Regions from separate parts of the Mus musculus genome. Here all the other regions are linked to region 2. The links are chromatin contacts, called in public Hi-C, promoter capture Hi-C and targeted proximity ligation maps. All regions are on one chromosome and are shown on one strand. The core of a region is the stretch at or near the end of the contact, and the rest is flanking DNA. Distances in the headings are between cores, read along the strand shown.

What was found. Promoter capture Hi-C pulls out the DNA fragments that hold promoters and counts their contacts. Hi-C and Micro-C count contacts between places; a contact is called where the count stands out from the background.
Region 1: a targeted proximity ligation map of forebrain shows a contact between it and region 2, with 3 times the contacts expected there. A contact is called at or near these places in 2 of 39 promoter capture datasets (liver and pre-B cells), 1 of 484 Hi-C or Micro-C datasets (cerebral cortex), 7 of 130 datasets of targeted methods (the SCID.adh cell line, bone marrow-derived macrophages, embryonic basal ganglia and 4 more) and 2 of 9 other capture datasets (adipose tissue and liver).
Region 3: a contact with region 2 is called in a promoter capture Hi-C map of liver. A contact is called at or near these places in 5 of 39 promoter capture datasets (the C10 cell line, the HPC-7 cell line, cranial neural crest and 2 more), 16 of 130 datasets of targeted methods (the NIH/3T3 cell line, the SCID.adh cell line, bone marrow-derived macrophages and 13 more) and 3 of 9 other capture datasets (adipose tissue, liver and pancreatic islet).
Region 4: a Hi-C map of cortical neurons shows a contact between it and region 2, with 2.1 times the contacts expected there. A contact is called at or near these places in 1 of 39 promoter capture datasets (the HPC-7 cell line), 1 of 484 Hi-C or Micro-C datasets (cortical neurons), 3 of 130 datasets of targeted methods (double positive thymocytes, effector CD8 T cells and large pre-B cells) and 3 of 9 other capture datasets (adipose tissue, liver and pancreatic islet).
Region 5: a contact with region 2 is called in a targeted proximity ligation map of T-cell acute lymphoblastic leukemia, with 2.2 times the contacts expected there. A contact is called at or near these places in 6 of 39 promoter capture datasets (the C10 cell line, cranial neural crest, liver and 3 more), 1 of 484 Hi-C or Micro-C datasets (CD8 T cells), 13 of 130 datasets of targeted methods (the SCID.adh cell line, T-cell acute lymphoblastic leukemia, acute myeloid leukemia and 9 more) and 4 of 9 other capture datasets (adipose tissue, embryonic stem cells, liver and 1 more).

The regions. Positions count from the first base shown.
Region 1 is chr15:57,728,153-57,733,219 of GRCm38.p6, reverse strand. All of the region lies in intron 1 of Zhx2 (zinc fingers and homeoboxes 2), which reads right to left. Among named protein-coding and RNA genes, the nearest start is that of Zhx2, 36 kb to the right of the region's middle.
Region 2 is chr15:57,909,408-57,914,296 of GRCm38.p6, reverse strand. Tbc1d31 (TBC1 domain family, member 31) reads right to left here and starts at 2,098. Exons shown (of 21, transcript NM_001081396.2): 1 at 1,906-2,098. The coding sequence starts at 1,982.
Region 3 is chr15:57,708,314-57,713,460 of GRCm38.p6, reverse strand. The region is part of intron 1 of Zhx2 (zinc fingers and homeoboxes 2); the gene reads right to left. Among named protein-coding and RNA genes, the nearest start is that of Zhx2, 16 kb to the right of the region's middle.
Region 4 is chr15:57,764,168-57,769,012 of GRCm38.p6, reverse strand. The region is part of intron 2 of Zhx2 (zinc fingers and homeoboxes 2); the gene reads right to left. Among named protein-coding and RNA genes, the nearest start is that of Zhx2, 72 kb to the right of the region's middle.
Region 5 is chr15:57,668,134-57,673,093 of GRCm38.p6, reverse strand. No RefSeq gene overlaps it. Among named protein-coding and RNA genes, the nearest start is that of Gm35682, 10 kb to the right of the region's middle.

The sequences.
Region 1 (5,067 bases), core at 715-3,214, 180 kb after region 2:
GGCGCAGCTTTTGACAAATGGTGCAGTCCAGTTCTTTGCAAAGCTCCATTTCTCTTACCTGCATTAAGAGGAAGATAAATCACAGCCCGAGGGGGGGCTCTCTCGGAGGTCTTGGGACATCAGTTCATTACCAAATATTACATCTATTTGCCCCAAGCCCTGAGCCTCTTATACTCATTTAATAACCAATGCCAAAATGGAAGTCGCATCTTTGGGTTACATAACAAGTATACATTGCTGGGTCCTAAGTTGTACGTGCAGGACCCCAGGACGAGCCCTGAGAGGGGGGGCAGTAACATTTAGATGTGTGGGTATAGTCATTTATAATTATCAAGCAACTACCATCTCCCAAGGACTCCTAAGAGCTTAGCATTAATACAAGCTTCAGTGGCAGTGCGAGAGGTACACCCAGGTTCAAGGCTAAGGCCCAGCATGGTCGAACGCTTGCTTCTCGGAGGAAAGCCCTATGCACCCTATGGAGTCTTAGGCCCAACACCTGTGAATTGTTTGCTTGAAGCTAGTTTGGGCTTTCAGATGCATTTTCTTCCACCTACATCATGTTTTAAGTATTTTGGATATATCTCTGAGAAACCAAGAGTTTCTTGATTTCTTTTCCTCAAAAGAGTAAGAAAGGACTAGCTAGCATCCCAGAGCTCATGAGATCTCAGAACCACTGGCTGGGATTCAGTGGCAAATGGACCATTTAGTCTGGCATCCTCACTGCTAAATCCACCGTCCTCTCTCTTACTTAATCTCTGTCTCCTTTATTCCAGGCACTGGTCTGCAAGCCTGGCCTCGTGCCTCTTTCTTTGTAAGTTACAGGTGTGAGGCTGAGATTAAGACTTTGAGTTCATGCTTGAATTTGGTGCTCTGATAGACACTGGGCCTGTGCTCTGGGCTACATCCCACTGTGTGTTGTTACCAAGGCGATGTAGGGATACAGGTACCATAAGTATCGCAGTAAAACTGCCACAACCACCTGATAAATGGGTAAGCCAATGGATGCACAAATGCCCTGACTTTAGATGCTGGAAGGCAAGGTGAACAAGGGATCTTAAAAAGAAGTAAAGGATGGAGCAAGAGAAACCTGGAAGAATTTAAGAGAGAGATGCAGGTCTCTTAGCTTAGGACCTGGTCCTTGGTTTACCCAGTTTTGTTTGTGACTTTTAAAATGTATTTTTATTATAAAATAGAATGCAGAATTGCACATGACACTTCAACATAGACTGTCTGCAACGATTCATGTGTGGGTTTTCTTTTTTTTTTTAATTCTATTTCCTTTCCCTAAGCCACCAGATTTTTTTTTTTAAAGTCGGCATTCACTAGAGTAAGAAACCAAACTCCTTCTGTTTGGTGTGGAATGGTGAATATATTAGGGGACAGTTGGAAAACCTGCGGCCCAAGCTCCAACCTGACAGGCAGGAAAGGCAGTTTTCCTTCTGGATTCTGAGAAGGACAGGGAGGGTAGGAGGAACCTGCCAGGGTGGCTGTCACCAGAGAGACACTGATGTAGTCATGAGCTGAGGCTGGAAGCGAAACGGTTGCTCTGGCTACAGCAGAATGGTGCCTACCAGAAACCAGATGGCAGAATTGTCACAGACCTGTTTTGGGCCAGTGCTTGTTCAAACTGCTAATCCCCAGTCCCCATGCTGAAGAAGCAAGGGTGCTTTGGGACATTGCTAGGTTTATATGGGGTCATGAGGGTGGCGCCATCTTCATGGGATGACAGCCCCGAGGAGAGAAAGGGAGAACAGACTCTGTCCCCACCACTTAGGGACACATGGGTGGGAGCCATCTGCAAGCCAAGAAGGGGGCCCTCTGCAGAAACGGAATCTGCCGGCACCTTGATCTTGGACCTAATCCAGTCAGTTGCCAGGAGGGTGAGAGGCAAATGTCTGTAGTGTTCTGCTTGGCAGCACCAACTAAGACAAGCTGCTGCAGAAAGAGGAACCAGAGGTTAAGGAGTCTAAGCCCCTAGCTGACAGGTGAGTGCACGTGGCTCAAGTTCAGATGTGACTTGCACAAGGTCTGACCTAGACTGTATATTTCAAGAGTCTCTTTCTCCCTGCCCCTCTCTGAGTATGTCCCCTTCCCTCCCCCAAGCCTCTCTCTCTTTCTCTCTTGGCCTTATGAACTGATTCTCCCACCTCTACCTCCCAGGTGCCAAAATTCCTGGCAGGCGCCATCGGGTCTTTCTTCAGCCTTTATTCTACATGGAGTCTCTCACAGGGGCCAGAAGCCTGGAGGCAAAGTGTTGATCAGGATAGAGTCTTTCGCCAACCTTCCTATTCATGAAAGGGTCTAAATTTAAGCTCATGACATAGTCTGCGGAGAGCTATATGTAGCAGTTTGGAGATGGGACTATACTGCCTATGCAGTGCCCTGAATAACAGATTTGAAATATTAACACGTGATGAGCTAGCACACAGCACCAAGCTATTACATAGCATTTTAAACATAAAACTATCAATATATTGGGTTCTGGAGATATAGTTGAGTTGATAAAATGCCTGTTTTAGTTTGATTCCCAGCATTGTATAAATTGAACATGGGGGTGCTTGCCTGTAATCCCAGGACTCAGGAAGTAGAAGCAGGGAGATCAGGAGTTCAAGGTCACACACACACACACACACACACACACACACACACACACACACACACACATTAAGTTAGAGGCCAACCTGGGCTACACGAGAGACTGTTTCAAAAAACAAAATTTGATAGTTCTATCACACTGATGGCCCTGGTTAAGCTAAATGACACACACACACACACACACACACACACACACACACACACACAGTCATGAATCTGGGAAAGGGACAGGCAAGGAGGATGGAGGGTTGGTAGGGATGGTGGGATAAGGGAAGATACATGGGGTGGAGAGTGAGCAATCAGAATACATTGTGTACTTGCATGAAATTGCCACATAAGATAATTAATGACTAAAAATGAAAACATTTGACTTACTGACTTAAATATTTTATAGATTCAGTTTTTATGTTCCAGTGTTTAAATATTTAATCACGTCCTAACATGCCGGCAGATGGGAAATATGGAAGTCATTGGGGGTCTCTCTTCCATAATGCCCAAGGAGCAACGAGGAGGGAGAGCATCTCTGTCTCAGCAAGAGGAGCAGCACAATAACCTGCAGGTTATTAAATGTCTGCGATGTGCTGACGGGTAGACCGAAGATGGCCAGCCCTGCTCGGGAGCAAATTGGTGCCTACCTGGACTGGATGCTAAGTTATGCAATAATGGCAGTAAGGTGCAGCAGGTGTTGGGTCACAGAGGATCTGTGTATTTGCTTAAAGATGTACATCACCACAGACTACAGCATGATGGGATGCAGGCCTTCCATCCCTCCGATACGCTAGTCCCGGCCCCTAGAATCCATGATTAAGTTCTCTTTTGGATTAAGAGAGTGGGATGGAAGGTAACACAACAGTAAAGAACTCAACCGTATCATGATGTAAAAACATGGAAGAGCTGACGAAGAGGGCAGAGATGTCTCACCTCCCACAGCCATTGACACCTGCACCCCAACAAGTCCCATTTCCAAAACCAAAGGGATTAGGAAGCCCCCTTGTCTTAGGCTCACAGGAGGAATCCCCTTGTCACATTACAGAGCTTGCAGGACTCTGCTCACTTCACTTAGAAAGGCTAGTGTGCAGAGTTGAAGAAGGAAGGTGGTGTCTTTATAATTACTCCATATAATTGCTCCATTGCTCCATCTCAGGCTGGGATGGAGACTCCGGGACTGACAAATGCAAGGTCAGATGTCTCAAGCAAGAGTCACCTCTCCATGTACACATTAGAAAATGAGGTGTACGGATGTCTCGGATCAATCTCAGGGTTGATAAAGCACTGTGCATACACTCGGTGACGGCCCTGGATTTCTTTACGTTCTGTGAGGTTTGAGAAGCTAGAAGAGAAACTGTCCGATCAGATCAGGTGAGCCCGAGTTAGCTTTCCGAGTGTCTGGCAGTGAAGTCTAAGGCCAGGGATTAGACTAGCACAATAGACTGTAAAGATTGCGTACTTATTTTCTAAATGTGTCTGAGATATGATGATCAAGGTCTACTTTTATGAAAATCTTTACCCATCCATATCTTCCTTCAGTCTCATGTAAGGAATGCATATTATATCCAAAGACCAGGAAATAAAGTCTGGGACCCCAGCTGGTTCATGAACCCTGGATTCATGAAAAGTACGTTTTAGAAAGTTGTTAAAGTTCTCCCTGAGGTATACGCGGGGAGTGGGGTTGGGGAGGAAGCTGCAGAGGGCAAGCCACCTGTCCAAGCCATGTTCTTTCCTGGGCAGAGGAGACTGTCTGGGTTTCTGCACAGCTCAGTTTGCTCAAGGCACATTATGCATTCAGGTCCTGCAGCAGAAGCCTTCCAGCCTCCCTCCTGAGGGCTCTGCTCAGGCACAGCAGAATGAACACCCCCCCCCCTTCCCTGTGCTGAGCAGCCTCAAAGCCGCAGGGCTCTGTCTTGCAGGAAGGCCACTCCAGAAGCTTGGGGCCTGGGCTCTCCTGGAGGGTGGTGAGGACACCAGCGTGTATCACACATCCCTTTAGGGAGGAGCTGTTGTGGAGTTTGATGGGCAGAGGCTGTGCCACAGGCGCTGCTGTCTTCCCTAGGCCTCTGTTTCTCAGGAGCGAGAGAGATGTGAGCATTGCTCTCCCTGCCCTTTGCATTATCTCATTACCAGGCATTTGTTCAGCTCAGCTCGTGCCTCTCCCTCTGCCACACAGCTCCATGGGACAAATCCTGCCATTCTGAGTCTTTACAGCATCTCACATCTCTGGCTAAACACTTAGTAGGGCCTCAAGCCCTAGGTCTGGCAGTTCTAGTACTGAAACAAGCCCCATTGCTCCTCTGACCTCGTTCACTGAAGGATAGGGATAGAAAGGGTGTTTCTAGGACCCTTCTGTCCCCTACCTTCCAGGATCACCCTTTACCGAACAAAACCCCCAGGTACCTCAGACCAGTCAGGCTGGTACAGGCTCCTCCTTCTTTGGACTTTCATTGACTCAGCACGAACATGAGAACACCAAGTACA
Region 2 (4,889 bases), core at 849-3,348:
AAGTGGATACTGGAAATGAAGCTTGGATCTTCTGTAAGACCAGCCAATGCATTTAAGCTCTGAGCCATTTCCCTAGTTCCTTATATGTTGAGTTCTGATATTCCAAATTAAGATCTCATTTTCAAAACTTACAGAAAGATGCTACATGCTACATTGATAAGTGGGTTAAACATTTTCCTCTTGGGCTCACTGGTAAAGCACTTGCCTAAGATATACAAAGCCCTAGGTTGAATCTTCAGCAGTGGAAAAAATTATTTTTCTTCCTGTTTGTCTAAACATAGAGCTTTTTAAACAGATTGATCAGGGATATAGAAAAAAAATCTTACGCTGTTCATCTTTATGGAGTTTCATGGTGTTGAAAGACAAAAATTAATCTTTGCATCGTGGCCCACATCTGGAACCCCAGTGACGGGGCGTTGGAAACATAGACAGTTCCCTGGAGCTAAAGAGATGAGCACTAAGTTCAGTCAGAGTCTATGTCTCAAAAACTAAGGTGAAGAGCACTTAAGGAAGATGCCGATGCTAATCTCTGGGCTTTACAAGCATACCTGCATATACACACATCAACACATACATACATACATACATACATACACATACACATGCACACACACATACACATGCACATGCACACACACACACACACATACATACACACATCAACACACACATGCATACACACACACATATATACATACATACACACATCAACACACACACACACACGTTTTTTATTCTCCTGATATAACTGTCATCCTGGAGGCTTACTGCCTTTTGTTTCTTAACCTAGGCCTAGTCCCCAAAGCTTCTAGCCTCCGGACAACCTAATCTAAACCTAGAATGTTCTCAACCTCTGAGACTTACTGCTGAGTAAGCTCACCCTTTTTAGTTCTTTCTGAGCTCTGCTGGCTGGTTCAACTTAGCTGTCCTGGCTCAAAACTGCTTTCCGAGCTGAAAGGAAAACGCCGAAGAATCTCCACTATTGACAAGATTGTTTATTCAATAGGTCAACGGGTGAATAGCACTGATAAAGGGTGGACAGCCACCAGAAACCACAGTGGCTGGCTGGCTAGTCAAATAAGTGGCTGATCCACTTATAACTGCTTTCAGCTTACAAAAACACTTAGTCTGATTTCTAGGGAAGCAACTAAAAGATAAATAGAAAAGTCTCTTGAGAAACAAACCTCGAGGTATGAACCCAAGTGATACTATGCAGTCCACGCAAACGTAGGTAATCAGAAACACCAAGATCGCTTAGGCAGGCACCATGGGAACCAAAACAAATGGGGGAGGGGGCAAAGACTCCCACTGACGTCACACAAGAGGCTGCGTGTTAAACCCGCTACTCCAAACAGAATAAAAGGAAGCACAGGCGGGTAAAAGTCCCCGCACCAATGACAGGCCCTGCAACACTCACTGCAGAACTTAAGTTTGTTCCAGCGTTGTTCCATAGTGAAAAGCGTGCTTGGCCCACACTAGGCTCTCAACATTACAGGTGTGCAATGTAATGAATGACTTAAGGATGGAGAGCATCGGCTTTTGGAAAGGTAGATGTGCATTGCTTTCTTTGCTCCCATCACCTCCTGGAGTTTTTTTTCCCCCCAACTGGAATAGACATTAATAAATCAAAGCAGGTGGAGTCCTGGCACTCAGCTGAACTGCAAATTCTTTTGCACAAGTCGTAGAGCCTTCTCCTGCCTGCCTCTCACCGTGACCAGGGACCAGATTCTGGGACAACTGCAATCTACGGTTTCCGGAGCTACTTGCTCCTCCTGAGGTCCCAACCCAGGGATGCAGCGCACGGCCAGAGTCAGAATCCCCGGGCCAGCATTCCTCCTCCACGCTTCCCACTTCAGTCTCCCGCAGACCCGCCCCCTCGTCGGTCTCCACAGCCCGCGGCCTCACCCGTCGTGAGTGGCTGGCGATGGCTTGCGGTGCCATATCTTGCCGCTCTCCTTGTTGCCCAGGTCAGTGCTCTGCATGTCGAACCCCGACCCCTACCCCGACTCCGATCCGCGGCTGACCCGGTGAGGGTAACCGTCCCGAGAGCTACCCAGCAGTCCCCGCGCGCCCAACCCGGGAAATTCGAGCGGCCGCCGCGGGGTCTCCGCCCCCAAGGACTGTGCCAATCACGCGGGGGACGCCCCTTCTAGTTACAACCAATCAGGACGGGGATCCGCCCACCTCCGCTCTTGTGGTCCCTCCACTCTGGACAATGGAAACAACCAACGGCTTCTCTCTAGACTCCACCCCTTTTCTGAGGCTTCTAATTCTGCGACCCAAAGGCTTCAGGGAGTTGTAGTTTTCTGAAAACCAAGTCTGGGACTTCAATTCTCTGACACCTATAGGCTCAAACAGACACCAAAAGTGTTTTTCTCCTGAGAGCTTGCTGCCTCCTGCATTTCGTTCTCTATTGCGTTTAGAATAAGAGATTTATAGAAATAACAAAGATGCAAAAGACAAGTTCGTTGAGAAATGGAGGAGTTCCTTTCCTAGAACTTACAGGCACGGCAGAACTCCACAGACCTAAATGAATTCCGCTTTGTTTGGTTTGTTTTTGTTTATTTTTTGCCATACTCATCACGCTTTAATTGCGTAAATTTACAAGATGCTCCCACATTATGGTTTGCAACCCACTCCTCATAATCTAGAAAAGTAAAAAAACGTCAAGAACCAGCTGCACTGGCATCGGAAATCTTTTTCACTTAGCAAAATTCACTCAGTGTTTCTTTAGTGCTTACTACGTGTGGCTGTCCCGCGTGCTTAACAGGCCAACGCACTTAATTCACAGAGAAGCAATTTAGATAATACTTTTAACTCCACTTCAGTGATGTATGAAGTTGCAAGTCGATTTCTAATGAAATCGGTCCACGTTTGGCGTATAAAACAGAAATAATGCCAGGTAGTAGTGGCACACGTCTTCAATCCCAGTACTTGGGAGGCAGAAGCAGGCAGATCTTATGAGGTCAGGCTAGCCTGGTCTACAGAACTAGTTCCAGGATTGCCAGAGTTACACAAAGAAACCCTGTTTCGAAAAACCAAAAACCAAATGAAAAGACCAGAAATGTATTCTCTCAACATTCCGTGTCAACAGAGTCTGGCAACAAAGATTTTCTTCTTTGTCTGGGATAGCCACCTTTTGTTTGTTGCAAATATCTCTTTACTTTTCTCATATATGAAAATAAATGAAAAATCTTAAAGTAAAAATTAAATGAGGTTTTCAAAAGAGAGTGTAAATATTTTTAAGGGAACACGACTTGAGTTCACCACACTGCTAGGAAAGGACCTTTCTCTCCTGATCGGTTTTGAGCTGTAGTCATCTGATGTGTGTATGACTCCTGAGACTTAAGGTGTGTATCCAGACATAGTCAGGCTCTGCCAAAGACTTATCCGATGTGTATGTATGTCTTTCCTTCTTGTTGTTAATGAGGCATGTAATGGTACTTGGTTTATTTATTTATTTATTTGTAATGACACTTGTAACATAGCCTCTGCCCTTTGTCAGCTTCAGTAAGCTTCTTACAACTGCTCCCTCATTAACATAGATCAGCCGCACTTCTGACCCACACCTGCTTCTGTCTCCTGTTCCCTTTGGGGCACTCATGCAAGGCTATTTGAGTCGGTATCTCACAAGGTTCTCTCTAAGTCTCAGAGCTTGACTTGCCATTTACTATGGACAGTTACAGTTGGATTTAGGGTTCACAAGAATAGTCCAGAATGATATTCTTAGATGAAACTCAACTTAAAAAAAAAGATTTATTTATTATTATATGTAAGTACACTGTAGCTGTCTTTTAGACACACCAGAAGAGGGCATCAGATCTCATTACGGATGGTTATGAGCCACCTTGTGGTTGTTGGGATTTGAACTCGGGACTTTTGGAAGAGTAGTTAGTGCTCTTAGCTGCTGAGCCATCTCACCAGCCGGAAACTCCTTAACTTACATCTTCAAAGATTGGTGCATGTGCGCACGTGTGTGTGCGTGTCTGTCTGTCTGTCTGTCTATGTATATGTTTGCTAGGCTTCACGCATACTTCGAGTAGTATGTAGACATATATGAGGGGAGAGGGGAAAGAATTTGATTTGCCACAGATAGGTGCTACTATTATCCCTATTTCCTAGGAAATTGAAGTAAGAGGAAAGCCAAAAGAGAGGCATGATCCTTCTGTTCTTGAGCCCCATGATTTTCAACAACAAAAAAAGCAACCACAAAAGAAATGTTTGGTCAGCAGCATGACACATTCCTATAATACTAGCACTTGGGAGGCTAAGACTGGGTGATTTCAAATTGGAGCCCAGCCTGAGCCACAAAATTTTACTTTGGCTCAGAAAAAAAAAATCCTATGGATCATTAGTCAATAACAGACACATACACACTCTATATATATTCTTAATTTGCATATTTAAAGTATATAATTGTGTAAGTTTGACATAAGTACTCATTGTGAACCTACTACCAAATCAAGAGGATGAACATATCTGTCACCGTAAGACTCCCTCCTGTCTCTCTCTCTTTTTTTTTTTGAGACTCAGTTTCTCTGTATAGTCCTGGCTGTCCTGGAACTCACTCTATAGACCAGGCTGGCCTTGAACTCGGAAATCTACCTGCCTCTGCCTCCCACGTGCTGGGATTAAAGGAATGGGCCACCACTGCCCGGCAACAGCTTTCTTCATGTGTCTTATACACCAATAAAATTAATGTATACAAAGCATCAAAGATTAACAGTAACATTAATGATGATTCCCATGGTACTCAGAGCCCTTAGAGGCGCCACCACGCCCGGCTCCCTCCTGTCTCTTCTTTGTGATCTTTTTCTATCCCCATCCGACTTGGTGTATTGCCACGGCTGGATGTTGTCTGTCCCTCACATTAATTATTTTCTAGACAT
Region 3 (5,147 bases), core at 1,966-4,465, 200 kb after region 2:
TTTGGGACACTTTTCGAAGAGTTTCCACACCCAAGAGAGTCAGGTTTAATGATTAAGGTATGGTCAGGTATGAAAGGGGTTTCTAGAAACTTCTTAGGTGAGTGCAGTGTGCTGCCAGGTAGAGAACTATTGGGCCAAGGGAAAAATAAGGACCATTACAGAGAGTGGAGAGGGATGGGAAGACAGAAAGGGGAGTAATTTGGACCCGGGGTCTTAGTGGGACGTTTTCACACTTCCAGGGGGCTAGACACAATCTGGAGTTTCTGGGGGAAAGTGAAGAGGCTAGGGCACCGCTCCTAAACACCAGCTCACAGCCGAGGCCTAGGACAACTCCAGAACAAAGACCCATCCAAGCCAAGCAGTCCTGGGCTTGGGTATGGGTTATAGGATAGATGAACATGACTTAGGGACCAGTTAGAGAGCATCCTGTTTGGGGGAGAGCTGAGACTTGGATGTCACAGTAGAGAAAGCTCCAGCAAAAACCTGTGAAGGAAGGGGAAAATCCCTGTCTCTCAAGTGGGAACCCTCAGCAAAAAGATGATGCCCCACCTGCCCGCCTAAGAGAGGGGCTACACTTGTGCTGGCCATAGTCTTTTGGGACTGTCTGGGGCTGGAAAGAGAGAAGGTTGGAGTTACTACGCTGTTTTTAGTTTTCTATCTTCACTTCCTTCCCAGTCTCGCAGCAGGAGTGGGGTCAAGAGGGTGGGGGTCATTTATATATCCTCAATATCATCTTCTGACTCAGCTCCCCTGTAGTTACCACCCCTTGATCCCCAAGAGTTCTGACTCCAGGAGTGGCGGAGTTCTCCAGAGAGATAGCCTGCTACTCTCCTCTAGCCCTGGAAAAAATGACTTCCTGAGAGAAACTGGGATCCACGGGGCAGTAAATACACATTGCATTCCAGAAGGGGAGGAGGGAGGGCCCTGTGGCCAGCTCCTCAGTACGCATGCGCCCTCCCCTTACAGTGACCCACTCACTTTTCCATCCAGGCTCTGGGACTGAGAACTTGCCAGCCTTTTCTTTCCTCTCCACCCCCTGCCACCCTTTCTTTTTCCCTTTCTAGCACCTTCTCCTTAAATCGGTTACAGACAGTGCTCTGGAACGCACTGGCTTGGACCTGCAGAAGGCATGCAAGGCAGTTGGCTTGCTCAGCACTGTGCAGGCTTTCCAAGGAACCGTCAGGACAGATTCGGCTCCACAGGAACAGTTTAGGTGGCAAGTCAAGTTCTCTTACAAGAATTCCAGAAAGGCTTAAGTCAACTGGTTACTCCCAAGAACTTGGGAGCCAATGGACTTCTGATAGGCTAGTCCCACCTGCAGATGCCTGTCAGTTTGAACTGGGCAGAGCCAGCCCGATGGGTAGCCCACTGAGAAACAGGATTCAGAGCCCAGAAGGCAGGTGGGGGAAACTTAGGCCACGGAGGGGTGAATGACTAGCTCAAAGACAGCAGCAGGATGGAGGAGTTGGCTTCCGCTCTCCCAAGCCCTGCCTGTTCATGAACTTCTCTCGGGCTGTGTGCTCCATAGTAGAAAGTTCCACGACAGCATATCCAAACAGAGAGAGGGTGGGCCATTAGCTACAATCCTACTTCAAACAACGCATTTTGGGGACGGTGAGAGGATACAGTAAATATTTGTGTCTCTTAAGATCCTGAATTTACTTTCTGAAATAAAAACACCCATCATGTTCCCCAGACTCCCCCCCCCCCAATTTAATAAAATAAACTCCATATCAAAATATTGCTCATTAGAAAAGCTGTCAATCTCAACCTATAAAATTCATCTCGTCTTTACAAAAGGAGTCATCATGGGAGAGGTGCAGGAATATGTTGACTTAAGTAACTATCCTATTAAAAATGATAATTTGCCCAATAGGTCCTGAGACTTTTATTACATATATCCAAAATGAATAGATAATTAGCAATAATGAGCCCCTGACTGATAACCTAGGATTTGGGGTGCTTTACAGATTTGCTATTAAACAAGCCTCCAAATGCTATACAAATGTATAGCTTTTTCCATTTGCCAAAAGTCGGGACGGACAGAGTGAGGCGTCTACAAATGGGAACTCCACAAAGCAGACCACCAGGTTGCATGTGTGTCTGCGGATGCCAAGGTTGTGCAGAGAGTCCAAGCAATGTCCTAGCAGTGTGTGCACCTGTCTACATGTGCAGAGTAATTCCAGATGTGGGCTTGATTTTGCTTGCATGTCTTCCAGGCAAGCCCCCAACATGCATCGGAAATGAGGAAAATTCTCTCTGTTCTTGCCTGCCTCCCTCCCTTCTCTCCTTTCCCCCACTCTCCCTCCCTCCCTCCCTCCCTCTCTGTCTTCTCCCGGGAAAAGACTTGGCTTGTAAATGACCACCCGCTACTCTCATGATTAACTCCAGCATTGCCTTTGGGGTTACCAACAGCACAGGGTACAAAGATGTCTCATCTGTTGCCAGGACAAATCACCAGTGTGCCAAGTCTCCAACTGCTTATATCTCAGATAAGGGTCACTGTGGGTCCATCAGCATTGAGAAATTCCATGAATATGCACTAAGCGCCCACCTTGCGGAAAGGGTGGCCACTGCAGCCTGGGGGCTTGGCTGTGCTGTCTGGGACTGAAGAGGCCAAGGGTTACAGGCAGGTCACCAGATGCCTTAGGGATGATTACCAGAGCAGAAGAGCTGGGGCCACCAGGATTCTGGCTATGGCTGCTGCGTAGATATAGGACAGAGGAAGGGACATGGGCTGAGATGGAAGGGATATAATGATGACCTGCTTCTTTGGCTCTCAGGAACAAAGTCTGTAGGGCAGACTGTTTCCAGCTGTACCACCTGTAGGAGGAAGCAAATGCATTCTCTGCTCTCGAATGCTGCTTCAGATACCTGCTACTCCTTCAGAGGAAAGGTGCTGGGGGCAGGCAGACAGAACTCTCTTAGATTCTCAGGAACAAGACTGCTTCCCACACCCGAGGATGCAATCACACTGTCTAAGCTTGCCAGCGAGAGAGGCCCAGACCAGAGGTGCCTTTCCTGGCTTCCCAGGGGGCTGATGACCTCTCAAGTTCTCTGATTCTGCTGCGTAATTAAACCAGTCCCATTAGCTGGGCAGCATGTTTTACTATTTAAACCATGTGATAAAAAAAATCCATGGACTTTAGGCTGGGGAGATGGCTCAACTGGCAGAGTGCGGGTACAAGCACCTGGGTTCGGATCTCCAGACCATGTAAGAGGCCAAGGGTGGAGGAACACGCTACGGCCCAGTAATGGGTGGGGCAGAGCACTGGCTAGCCAGCTTAGTCAAATTGATGATCTATTAATAATTCCTTGTCTTGGGCGGGTGAGATGGCTCAGCAGTTAAGAGCGCCGACTGCTCTTCCAAAGGTCCTGAGTTCAAATCCCAGCAACCACATGGTGGCTCACAACCATCCATAACAAAAATCTGATGCCCTCTTCTGGAGTGTCTGAAGACAGCTACAGTGTACACATATATAATAAATAAATAAATAAATAAATAAATCTTTAAAAAAAATTCCTTGTCTCAAATAATAAAGGAAGTAATTAAGAAAAGACTCCTAATACTGACTTTAGGTCTCCAAAGCATGGGCACCTATACACACTCAGACTAACAAGTGCATGCCACACACACACACACACACACACACACACACTTATTTATAGCCTATGTTGACCTAGAATTCATTATGTAGCTCAGGATGTCCCAAATAATAATTAATAACACATTTCTTTTTTCTTTCCTAGTCTCTTTCCTATCCATCGTTTTAAATAATTATCTTTTTCTTTTGGTTCTTTATTTCTTTCCTTTTTATTTTCAAGTCAGGGTTCTTTGTGTTGCCCTGGCTGTCCTGGAACTCACTCTGTAGGCCTCAAACTCTGCCTGCTGCCTACACCACTACCACCAGGCTAAACATCTGTCTTCAGCAGAGAACTTGGCCTGAAACTCTGATATTAAAAACCAAACAAGAAAAGGAATCACAAGGTTCTAGCGCAGGTTCCACTGGCAAACATTTAAGGCTGGACACAGTCTGCTCTTCTGAGACAGATCTTACAACTGTGATTGGTCCCTCGAGTCTTGCCAACAGATGAGAAGACAGTCCTGGGTCACTGTCAGTCCTGGACACTATAGGTAGAGAGGAGAAGCAAAAGAAAATGGTCTAAAGTGTCACAAGGGCAAAAAGTGATTTACGGGGCATCCTTTAATGCCATAAAGAGGAAGCTTCACTGTACCATTTATACAGAGCGGTACTATGAAACCATCTAACCTGGAGACACTTCATACTAGCAATAGGACCCTGAGTAATTCAGAGGCTAGGGAGAGTCCACATTCCCCATCTTATAAAGCCACGGCTGGCTGGACTAGATGAACTTGAAGGCGGTCAGCTGACTGGTCACCACAGAAACCAGTGCAAAGTCGGTCACACACACACTGCCTGCTGGGTAGTCCCAGGATTGGCTGGTGGAAGAAGGCTTGCTGCCCACGTGGAACCCATCTGCCAGGCAACGTTTCAGAGCCAAAATCCAAACAGACAACCAACCCTTCCTGACCAGAGTGCTGAGCTCAAGGTTCGTTTTTTTTTTTTTAAAATTGGGTATTTATTTCATTTACATTTCCAATGCTATCCCAAAAGTCCCCCACATGCTCCCCCACCCACCCACTCCCACTTCTTGGAGCTCAAGGTTCTTAAGGGATCCTTTGAAGAAGAACTAAACAGATTTGAATGGAAAAAGACGTGTTTCATTTTGCCATTACGATAGGCCTAACATTTAATGTGGTACCTAGCATATAGCAATCCTGTGCTTGCTTCCTATAGGAACACCACACGCAGAAACAAGCCAAGCACCCAGAATCCCAACGGCCTCGGACTGACCCCAGAATGGCTGGTGGTGCAGAATGTGTGAAACCCCGTGAGTCCTGAGAGTGAAGCCCTGGCCCTTTGGGCGCCGCCTAACAGTGATGCGTATCGAGTCAGCCATTCCTCTGCACTGTGAGGCTCAGCTTGGACCCTTTCTTAGCTATCGTTTTAAATGTTGTCTCACTTTTCTCAATTGTTCCATGGAGATTCCCCAAGCCTCTTTCAGGAGGAGAGAAACAGCAATGACCTCACACGGGTGGAGTGAACAAGCTTCAGCAATAGTGC
Region 4 (4,845 bases), core at 1,038-3,537, 150 kb after region 2:
CGGCATGCAGCACGAATGTGATACCCTCTTGGCTGGGTCTGCTTTCCAACTACAAGTAGAAGGGCAGGAACGAAGGTGAACCACTCGCCTTTTCCCTTTTCTTCAGTCTGGGACTCTAGCCCATGGAGGCATGGTGCTGTCCACACCCAGGGTGGGTCTTTCCCTTTTAGTAGAATTGCTCCAGACATGACCTGTGTTATGTCTCTTGGGTGATTTTACAAGTTGACAATGGAGATGAACTACCATCCGGAGTCACTCAGGTTCATAGAGCTCAAATTGTGCACTGGAATGTCCCGTCTTGGTTGCTTCTTGGAGGCACACAGGACCTCCTAGCTTGAATTCCCACAGTCGGAAGAGCAGGCAGCAGGCAGCAATGGGTTTGCGTACTCCCGGGGCTGTGATGTGGTTTCTATGGCACGGATTCCACAAGCCCTGTCCTCCTTTAGGGGCAACTGGGTCTCTAGCTTCAGAAAGACAACAGCAACTCTATTCTAGTTCCTCTTCTGAGCATCTTCCTACTGAGCAGAAGTTGGAAAATATGCCAGTTTTGGACCAGCCAGTCAGCTTGTGTCCACATTCCAGCCCTACCACAGTGGGACCTCTGGAAGCCACATACTGTCCTGAACCTTGGGCTCTTCCCTCTGAAAGTCCAGTGACCATGCTTGGGTGATAGCTCAGTCATGATGCCTCCTCACCCCCATGCTCTGTGGCACAGCTCAGTGGAGCTCTCTCACGGTGGCTCTGCGTTGTGACTGGCTTTGGGAGGGTGGATATTAGTGATAACTAAGGCTTCTATATGTCCTGTTATTTTCTCTTTGTAGACTCTACTGTCGCTCCCATGAGGTCATGCCATGGTAAGCCTCTACAGGGTGAATGACTTATCCAGCTTTGGCGTTTGTCATCCTAGTTGAGGTTACCTCATGTCAAGCAGCACACAGTCCATGTTCCCCCTAAACTGACATCAAATATGTTAGCCATCTCATGGAATGAGAGGCCATTGATTTCACCCTTCAGACCTGGGAGCTGACTAAATATGTCCTACTGTCCTCCATAGGCTTATGGGGTTGTTTGATACAAAGCACTACCATGGTAATAAATAACCAAAATAGCCAGAGAAGGGGTTTTAAAAATTGGGGCATGCTATTCCTTAATGACTTTGCCTGTATTTTGGTGCACAATTTGAACTTCCCTTTCTCTGCTTGTTTCTTTGCTCTGGGATACAACAGGCAGGGGCTGTTATTTAACACACACACACACACACACACACACACACACACACACACACACACACATGCACTCGCGCACCTATGCTCGCCATACAGATACTCAGTGAAATCCTAGTAGGAGGAACAGAAAACTGTAAGTCTTATACCTTCCCTTCTGTTTTCCCTTTCTTCTCCCAATCTATTTATTTTAATAAAAGTCTTATATACAGTCTAAATAAACAGGTTATATTTGTTTAAGACAAGCTTTCTGCTGGTGCCAAGAATCTACTTCTTCAACTGTGGAGCCAGACCACGCTCCCTCCCTCGGATACAGCTCATGTCTGCTGCTGCAGGCTCCTTCCTCCGCACCAGAGGCTCTTCCCTGCTTCAGTCCCATGCTGTCAGTGGACATTCCTGGCTTCTGTGGTAGCCGTGGCCGTTTACCTAGGGGATTTTCAAGACTTCATCTAGAGATCCTGGAACTCCATGGCACCTCGATGTCCTCCCTTGCAAAGTGAGGATGGTGAGGATTATATAGTCTCACAGACTTATCTGTGAAATTTCAATGAGATCGTACAGCTCCAAATCAGCCTCAGAGATGCAGAAGAGTAAGCATTTGGTACATGCTAGCTCCTATAATGATAAACGTGGTACTATGGACAAAGAAGTCCTACCTAGCATCTATGTCATACTTGGCATGTCTCACTGTTTTAAATACTTTTCCCTAGGTCTTCTCATGTATTTATTGTGTTTTGAACCCCATGGCAGCTATCTGTGAAGATAGTGCTATATTCCCAATTTATGGATGAGAAAACTGAGAGACCACCGTATTGTTCTCTCCGCTTTAGTTATCCATCCATTTTTCTCATTGCAGATCTAGAGGGTAATGACTTTTGCCTTCAAAAGCTTACTACAGTGCCTGGTGTACAGACTAACTCAATGATGGAGGAGGCCAGAGCGTAGTGATGGTCTTTTCCGTCTTGACACACCCCTTTGAGGCAGGGGTCTGGATCGCCTAATCTCTGCACCTTCTGCTACTGAATCAGCTGCCTTGGACAGATGGCGCTTTGACGAGGAGGCACAGGCTGATTCTCGGCCTGGCATGCACACTCTGGGCTCTCTCTTCACATGCTGTCTTACAATTCAGCCTGACTCAAGGCCCAGGAAGCAGACAAGGCTCTCAGCATCCCCAGATGAGCTGGGGGGTGGGGGGTGGGGGTGGGTTCGGCAGCTCGGTGTAGAAAGCAGTATTTAATAATGCTATCACGCTACCCTGTCCTCATGAAACCGTTGTGACATCCTGCATTTAAAAATGTGACAAGCTTCAATTGCTATGCATGACCCATGTCTGGCATCACAGTGACTCCTGGCCCCAGAGCACCTGCATTTTCTGGTGACAAACAGCTTACAGGGATCAGGGGACGGATGGCTTTGTGCAAAGTTGTCCTCATGGACCCTTCTAAGCCCTCTGTGGTGCGGTTGTTCTGCCCGCCTGTCAGAGTATAATTTTCATTAAATATTAAAGAGCTGTTTGTTAAAATAATGTCGTCATGGCAACAGAGTTGGGTGGGGGTGCCAGAACAGCCTAGCGCTGCCCAAATTGCAGCATATTAATCAAGTGCTTTGCACTACGAAGTGAGCCTTCCTTTGAGCTATCTGGTGACAATGACTCTGGAGGATCCAGGAACTTTTGCAAGCTGCTGGTGCCAAAGATGAAGGCTGTCATGAGGTCCTGGAGCTGAGTTGTGCTTGTTGGATGGGTGGATGGATGGATGGCTGGATGGACAAATGAAGGAATTCTGGAAAACAAATTCTAGCTGTTTGTGTTAGAGCTGTTTCTGACAGATCTTCTGCTTTTCATTTGCCCTTTTATCGTGGGGAGGAGTTTTGCCAGAAAGTTGGGGGAAAAGAGCCAGGACAGCAAATCAGGGGGTGGGGGCACTGTTTCTTTTGCTCACAGGGAGAACAAGTGGCAGCAACAGAGAGGCAAAGTAAAGAAGCTTAGAAGCAGGCTGCCTGGGTCAAATCCTAGCTAGCTCCCTGTACTGTGAGGAGTGACTCACTCTCCCAAACCTGTCCTTCCACCTTTGTCAGCCGACCACAGCTGTGTTGGCTTTGTGTCTGAGGACAGGTGAGAGATGACAAATAATAGCCTCAAATCCCAACCACCCAATTTTCCACTGGCCTGTTATTGCTACGGGCACCGCAGCTCTGGCTACAGAGGTTGTCAATGATACCACTGAAGGACTATTTCAAGGTGCACTCACATTTGAAAGAGCCCAGTGGGTCCTGTCCGCTGCCCAAGTGTTTTCTGAAGTCTGTATGTTCTCCATGGAAGGGGCCAGATGGTGGTCGTACACCACTGTCTGGTGTACGAGGGGATCCATCAAATTGTCATGACCTAGAAGGCTGGGTTCCAGGATTGTGCAGGGCTTTTAAGAGGCGTGGCTTAATGAAGGTGATTAGGTCATTGGGAGTGCCACCCCTGGAGGAGATTAAAGTAGTTCTCTCAGGGCCTTTATTAGTGCTAGGGAGACTAAGGCAACATAATGAAAACAAGCCTGAATCTCTTGTCTCTGGCTTTCTGTCTTGTCATATGTCTCTTCCACACATGCTTCTAACATCCACCAAACAAGCCTCTTATCTTTATATATTATCCAGACTCAGATTTTTTTTTTTTTGTTATAGCAACTGAAAATGGAGCAATACACAGTTTCCATAGAAGAGTCAAGTTTGGGGTTTTTGTTTTGCAGTTATAAACACAGGCAAACATTTTTAGCTCACATTCCACATATACAGCAGAGACATGGCTGGTCCCTGCTGTACCGCCTTAGGAAGAAATACAGAAAAAATGGAGACAAAGCGAAAGGAGACATAATGCTTCCCTTCCTTTACCTGAAAAAGTGGGTTGAAGGGAGAGAGAGAAAGGAGAGAGAGAGGGGGGGGGGGAGAGATCCCCTCAAAGATTTAGAATATCCCCATACCTCAAGGATGAGGCTTCTGAGTGCCCCCTCTGCAGAGTCTTTTTCTCTTCATGCCCCTGCCCCATTAATGCCTTTACTGGCTGACTTCTGTCTGTTGTGTCTTTTCTCTGCTGCTATCTGATGCACCCAAGATCTTTTTCCTTGCCTCTTAATTCTTTAACTGGCAGAGAAAATGAACCCAATCAAGACTCTTAGATGGCAAGAGGGAGGAGGCAGGAACTGGACATTGAGCCACACCATGTTCCCTGGGGCCAGCAGCTGGTAACTGACTTCGGAGCAGGGTCAGAAACAGGAAAGAGACAGCAGGAAAGATGCACACCCAGTAGACCATACACAGCATCTCCAGATTGGAGAACGACCTCAGAGCGAGTAACTTCATCCTGGTTCCACCATGTAGCTACAGCAGAGCCTCTGACTACAGCCCCAGCTTTACCTCTGACCCCCATGACACTCTGGATGAAGGGGTGATCATGATGAAGTCCTTGCTGTGTCCTGGCACAGTTTTATACTAATCATGGAATCCTTATGACCCTGTCCCCATTTCTCAGATGAGGAGACTGAAGCACAGAGAGGCCAGCAACTTGCCCAAGGCCACAAAGCCAGTGGAGAGCCAGGACTTGAACGTGGTGGTGTACTCTAGGACCCCTGTCCTTCTG
Region 5 (4,960 bases), core at 2,279-4,778, 240 kb after region 2:
GAGGTACTCAGTTAAGAAAAAGTGCCTCCTTATTCCCAAACATTCGGAGCAGAGATTTAGCATCTTTACGTTGCCTTTAACCCCCCTCTGTCCCTTTCTCCTGCGACAAACTGTTGCTCACCAACACAAGTCCTCTTGAAACTTGGGTGAATTGAAATTCATCTCCTTGAGAGCAGTTGTGAGGAAAATGCCATGACCTCCCTTGGTGAGCAGTGCAGAACTCTTGGGGTTCAGCACAGTGGGGGAGGGGGAAGCTACACAACACCATTTGCTAGTGCCCCACGGGGTGGAAGCTCCTGGACTGTGAAGGTACACCTAACTCTGTGATGTCGGGTGATGCTAGAGAGAGGACCAGAGGACAATCAGCATAACCTGGGTGGGAATGGAATATGGCCCTTTTCTGTCTAGAATGATCATCTCCACTATCGTGGAATGCTCTGATCTTAAGAAGGTAAGAAGTCTACCTTTTCTATTCACCAAACAACTAGACTTTTCTTTTTTATCTTCCCTTCCTTCCTTCCTTCCTTCCTTCCTTCCTTCCTTCCTTCCTTCCTTCCTCCCTCTTTCCTTCCCTTCCTTCCTATTCACTCTTTTGTTTGATGTGTGTGTGTGTGTGTGTGTGTTGAACATGGGTGGGGGTGGAGAGTGTATGTGGAGGTCAGAGGACAGCCTACAGTTGTCAGTTTTTCCCTTCCACCATGTGGATCTGGGGAATTGAAAAACATGTCATCATGCTTGCCAGCAAGGGACCACCAGCCTCAAACGTACCAAAAGGTTGCAGATGCTTCTTGCTTAGGGATAGGAGACCAGTTCTACCTCCCCTCTTCAGTGCTGGGACGATGCCTGGCTGGGACCTATGCAGGCCCTGTGCATGCTTCCACGGTCTCTGTGAGTTCATATATGCCTTAGTCCTGTTATGTCCAGAAGACAGTTTCCTTCAGCCATCACTTCTAGCTGTTACAATCTTTCCAAATCTCTTCTCCATGCACCTGTCTCAGGGATGCAGCAGATGCTCAGCAGTAAGTAGCTGGATAAATATACTCTGTAGCTTTTCTTATTGAACTTTAAATTCCATTGGGCAAGGATTATTTCAATCACTGGGTTGTCAACTCTTACTACAATACTGTGCATACACACGTGTAATTGATAACTATCAATTGAACTGAATTGGTCCTGGCTCCCTTAGGATTCTCAGGGTGGTCTTTGTGGCGTCATGTGTAGGCACCGGGGTTAGAGTGGGACATTTATACAGAATCAACTATTCCTGTTTTTGGGAGCCCGTGGAGTGTACTTCATCTCTCCACTGTCTGTTTTCTATGTGAAAGACAGGGGCAGCAGAGCCTGATAACTTACTTCCTTGCAGAACCGTTGAGAGGATTAAGTTATAGGTCTATAAGGTATATAATAAATATTATTATTACTCTTGGCATCGTGTCTAATTTCTGTTTCTCATGCAGATAACTGTGCCCATACTACTTGGTTAGATTTTTGTTTTGTTCTGCTTTTATTTCTCTGCGTAGCCCTGGCTCTCCTGGAGCTTGGCTATTTCTCCAGACGGGCTTCGAACTTACAGAAATCTGCCTGCCTCTGCTTCCCAAGTGCTGGAGTTAAAGGTGTGTGCCACCACTGGCCAGGCTGTTTTGTTTTTAACCCACAATTGACCAGTAGAGAGAGCGACTTTGGAGAACTCAGTTATATAGGTTAACTTTATTAAAGCCCTTCCTCAGTGTTCAGGGATCTTGGCAGAGGAAGAGACAGAAAGAGTGTAAGAACCAGAGGTGATAGATTACTCCAAGGAAACAGTGTCTTCCAGACACAACAGGACTGGGGCACATGTGAACTCAGCGACTGTGGCATTGTGCAAAGGGTCTGCACTGGTCCCAGCCAGCCAGGGTCCTGGCACTAAGAAGGGAAGGTCGACATGGTCTCCTATCCCTAACCAAGAAGCTATCTGCAATTGATACCGACCAGCAAAGGAAAACTCAGTCTTCTCCAATGGAGTCTCACTAACTACAGGGCCCCATGTCCTACAGTGGCTGGCTAACACAAGATGAACTCAATAGTATTTTGTATACTTTCTGACTCCTTTTGCTTTGTTTGTGTATTTTTTTTTTGTCTCATGATCTTTTTCTTGTTTATTTTGATTTCCATTTTTTTGTTTGATTGTTTTTGTGTGTGTCTGTTTTATTTTTGTTGTTTGTTTTGCAGAGAGAAAGAGAGGAAAAGAATACAAAGTTGAGTGGGTAGAGAGAGAGGTGGGAGAGAATCTGGGAGGAATTTGGGGAGGGAAGTCATGGTCAAAAATCTATTGCATGATACTACATTTTCCCAATAAAACGTATATTTACTTTTTGTTTTTGTTTCCGAGTCTCAGTGTGTCTCTCACATTGTCCTCCATCTCCTGCTCCTCCCGTTTTAGCCTCCTGAGTGCTGGAATCAGAGGCATGAGCCATCATGCCTGCCTTGGCCGGCTTTTAAGTGGAAAAGATGAGCTGCTGCAATATTACTTAGCAGGAGCTGGAGAGGGCCTGGGCTCTCAGGGCTCTCAGGGCTCTCAGGGCTGGGGATTCCCCAGAGCCCACATAAATGTGCTCAGTGTGTACTGCGAGACCCCATGGTTTGTGGGTTTTGATGTTGGTGGGACACTCATGGTACATGCAGATTGACAAGTGTGGTAGACTACACATGACTGTAAGAAAGCAACAAACAGACCACTAAATGATGTCTTATGCACAAACCTTTCTGTGCCTAGGGGTCACACATACACAGGAAAGCTGAGGCCAAATGCAAAAGCTCTCTACCCAGATGTGGAATGAGATCACTAATTGTGTTGTCCTGGGCTAGTTACTTAACCTCTCTGCTCCTCTGTGTCCTCTCTTAAGCAGAGACAACCGTGGTTAGTCACTACTGCACTATGTTGGCCATAAGGGGCTATGTGAATCAATTCACATAAGAGTCCAAACCAGCCCCGAATGCCCAGTTGCAGCCTGGTACCTACTGCTGTAATTACTTTCACATCACTGTGACCCAAACTACTGGGGGGAGGGAAGAATGTCTTTGATTCCTGTTTTCAGAGAGTCATCACGGAGGGGAAAGTGTAGTGAATTCATGTCAGTGAGAGCATTTGGCAAAGGCTGCTCATATAATAGTGGGTCAGGTGAAATTCGTGTCAGTGAGAGCATTTGGCAAAGGCTGCTCATATAATAGTGGGGCAGGAAAAAGAGGGCAAGGTCAGAGGAATCGCCCTCAGTGACCTGCTCTAAGTGACCCCTTTCTGTCAGCTAGCATAGCCACCTCCTGAAAGCTCCACACTCCCCCATAAGAAAGGAGACAATGGGAATTGAAAGCATGATGGGGTTGGAGATACAGATCCAAACCACAACATCCGGCAGGTTTGGATAACCCAGGTTGATCTAAGTTTTTCACAGATGTGCTGCATGCCATGTTCTGGCTTCCTTCTCTGTTCCCCCTGCTCTCTCGTCCCAGCACTTGTCTGGGCCTGCTGTGACAGTGCCAGGGATGATGACGGCTGACTTCTATTAATATTTGTAGCACAGGGTTTGCATGGAGGATGCCAGCATTACAGATCTGCCATGTCATCAGCTGGACGGTCAGTGGAGTCTGAAGTCATCCTCCTGTTGTTACCAAAAAGGGTCCCAGGATGCTAGAACGTTAGAGCTGACATCACAACCACTTAAATATAACAGAGAAAACCACTTAAATATAACAGAGAATAGTCATCACAGCATTCGTTACCCTTTGGTGTGTTCAAAACCTTCCTACAAAGTTTCTTTCCCAGCCCCGTTCCCCTCTTTTTTATTTACAAAAGGAGTCATAAGTCATGAACTACATTTTTTTTTTCATTTGAACTAAAAAAAAACCCAAACAAAACAAAACAAAACAAAACAAAAAAACCCAAAAGACAAAAAAAACATTTAGGGCCAGTGAGATGGTTCAGCAAGGAGGGGGTTTGCTGTGGAGGTTTGATCCCTGGAACTGGTGTGGAAGAAGAAAATTGCCTCCTGGGAGTTGTCCTCTGACTGCCACACATGTGCTGTGACGCACTCACACTCAGTGATCGGATCTAGAGCAATGCATAATTCAGAAACAGAGTCACCTCCATGGACTTCACCAACCGCAGCTCAGAAACATTCAAGAGAAACATTGTGTTTGTGCTGAGAATGTTGGCAACAATGTTTCTCTTGTCACTGTCAATCCGTTCTATGAGGACCACCACACACTGTGAGGCACCATAGGTGACGTAAGAGGATTTAAGCTATGCAAGAAGATTTGGGCAGCAGGTGGAAGTACTATGCTATTTTCTTTTAAATTTTTTTATTTATATCTCTGGGCATGTGTGCATCGTGTATTTACTGTACGTGTTTGTGTTCACGTGTGTGCACAGGTATGTAGAGGCCAGAGGTTGATGTCAGGATGTCTTTTTCAATTGCTTTCTACCTTTAAATATTCAGTATTTTCATACATGTGTACAGTATGTGTATAGTGTATTCTGGTTATAGTTAATCCCCTCTCCCTCCCCCAGCTTCTCTCAACCTCAACCCTCTCAACTTTGAGTCCATTTTAAAAAAACCTGCTGAGTCCCATTTCTGCTGTCTATATACTCCTGAGGATGGAGTCAACTAGTAGGATGTGGTTGAACTACCTGGGGCCATACCCTTAAAGACAACTTACACTTACCCCAGAAGCCTTCAACTGTCAAGAGCTCCTCAGCTAGGGGTGGGACTTCGGATCCCCTCCCTCGCCATCCTGGACTATGGACTGGACTGATCTTGTGCAGGTCTTCTGCAGGCACCTATGATGCATCTGTCAAGGCCCAAAGACACTGTTTCTCCCCAGTCCTTCCCGACCCCTGGCTCCCCTCATGCAATGATCCCTGAGCTCGGGTGAGAGGGTCTCCACCTCATTTCTTAAAAATTATTATTTATTTATTTTTTGGACA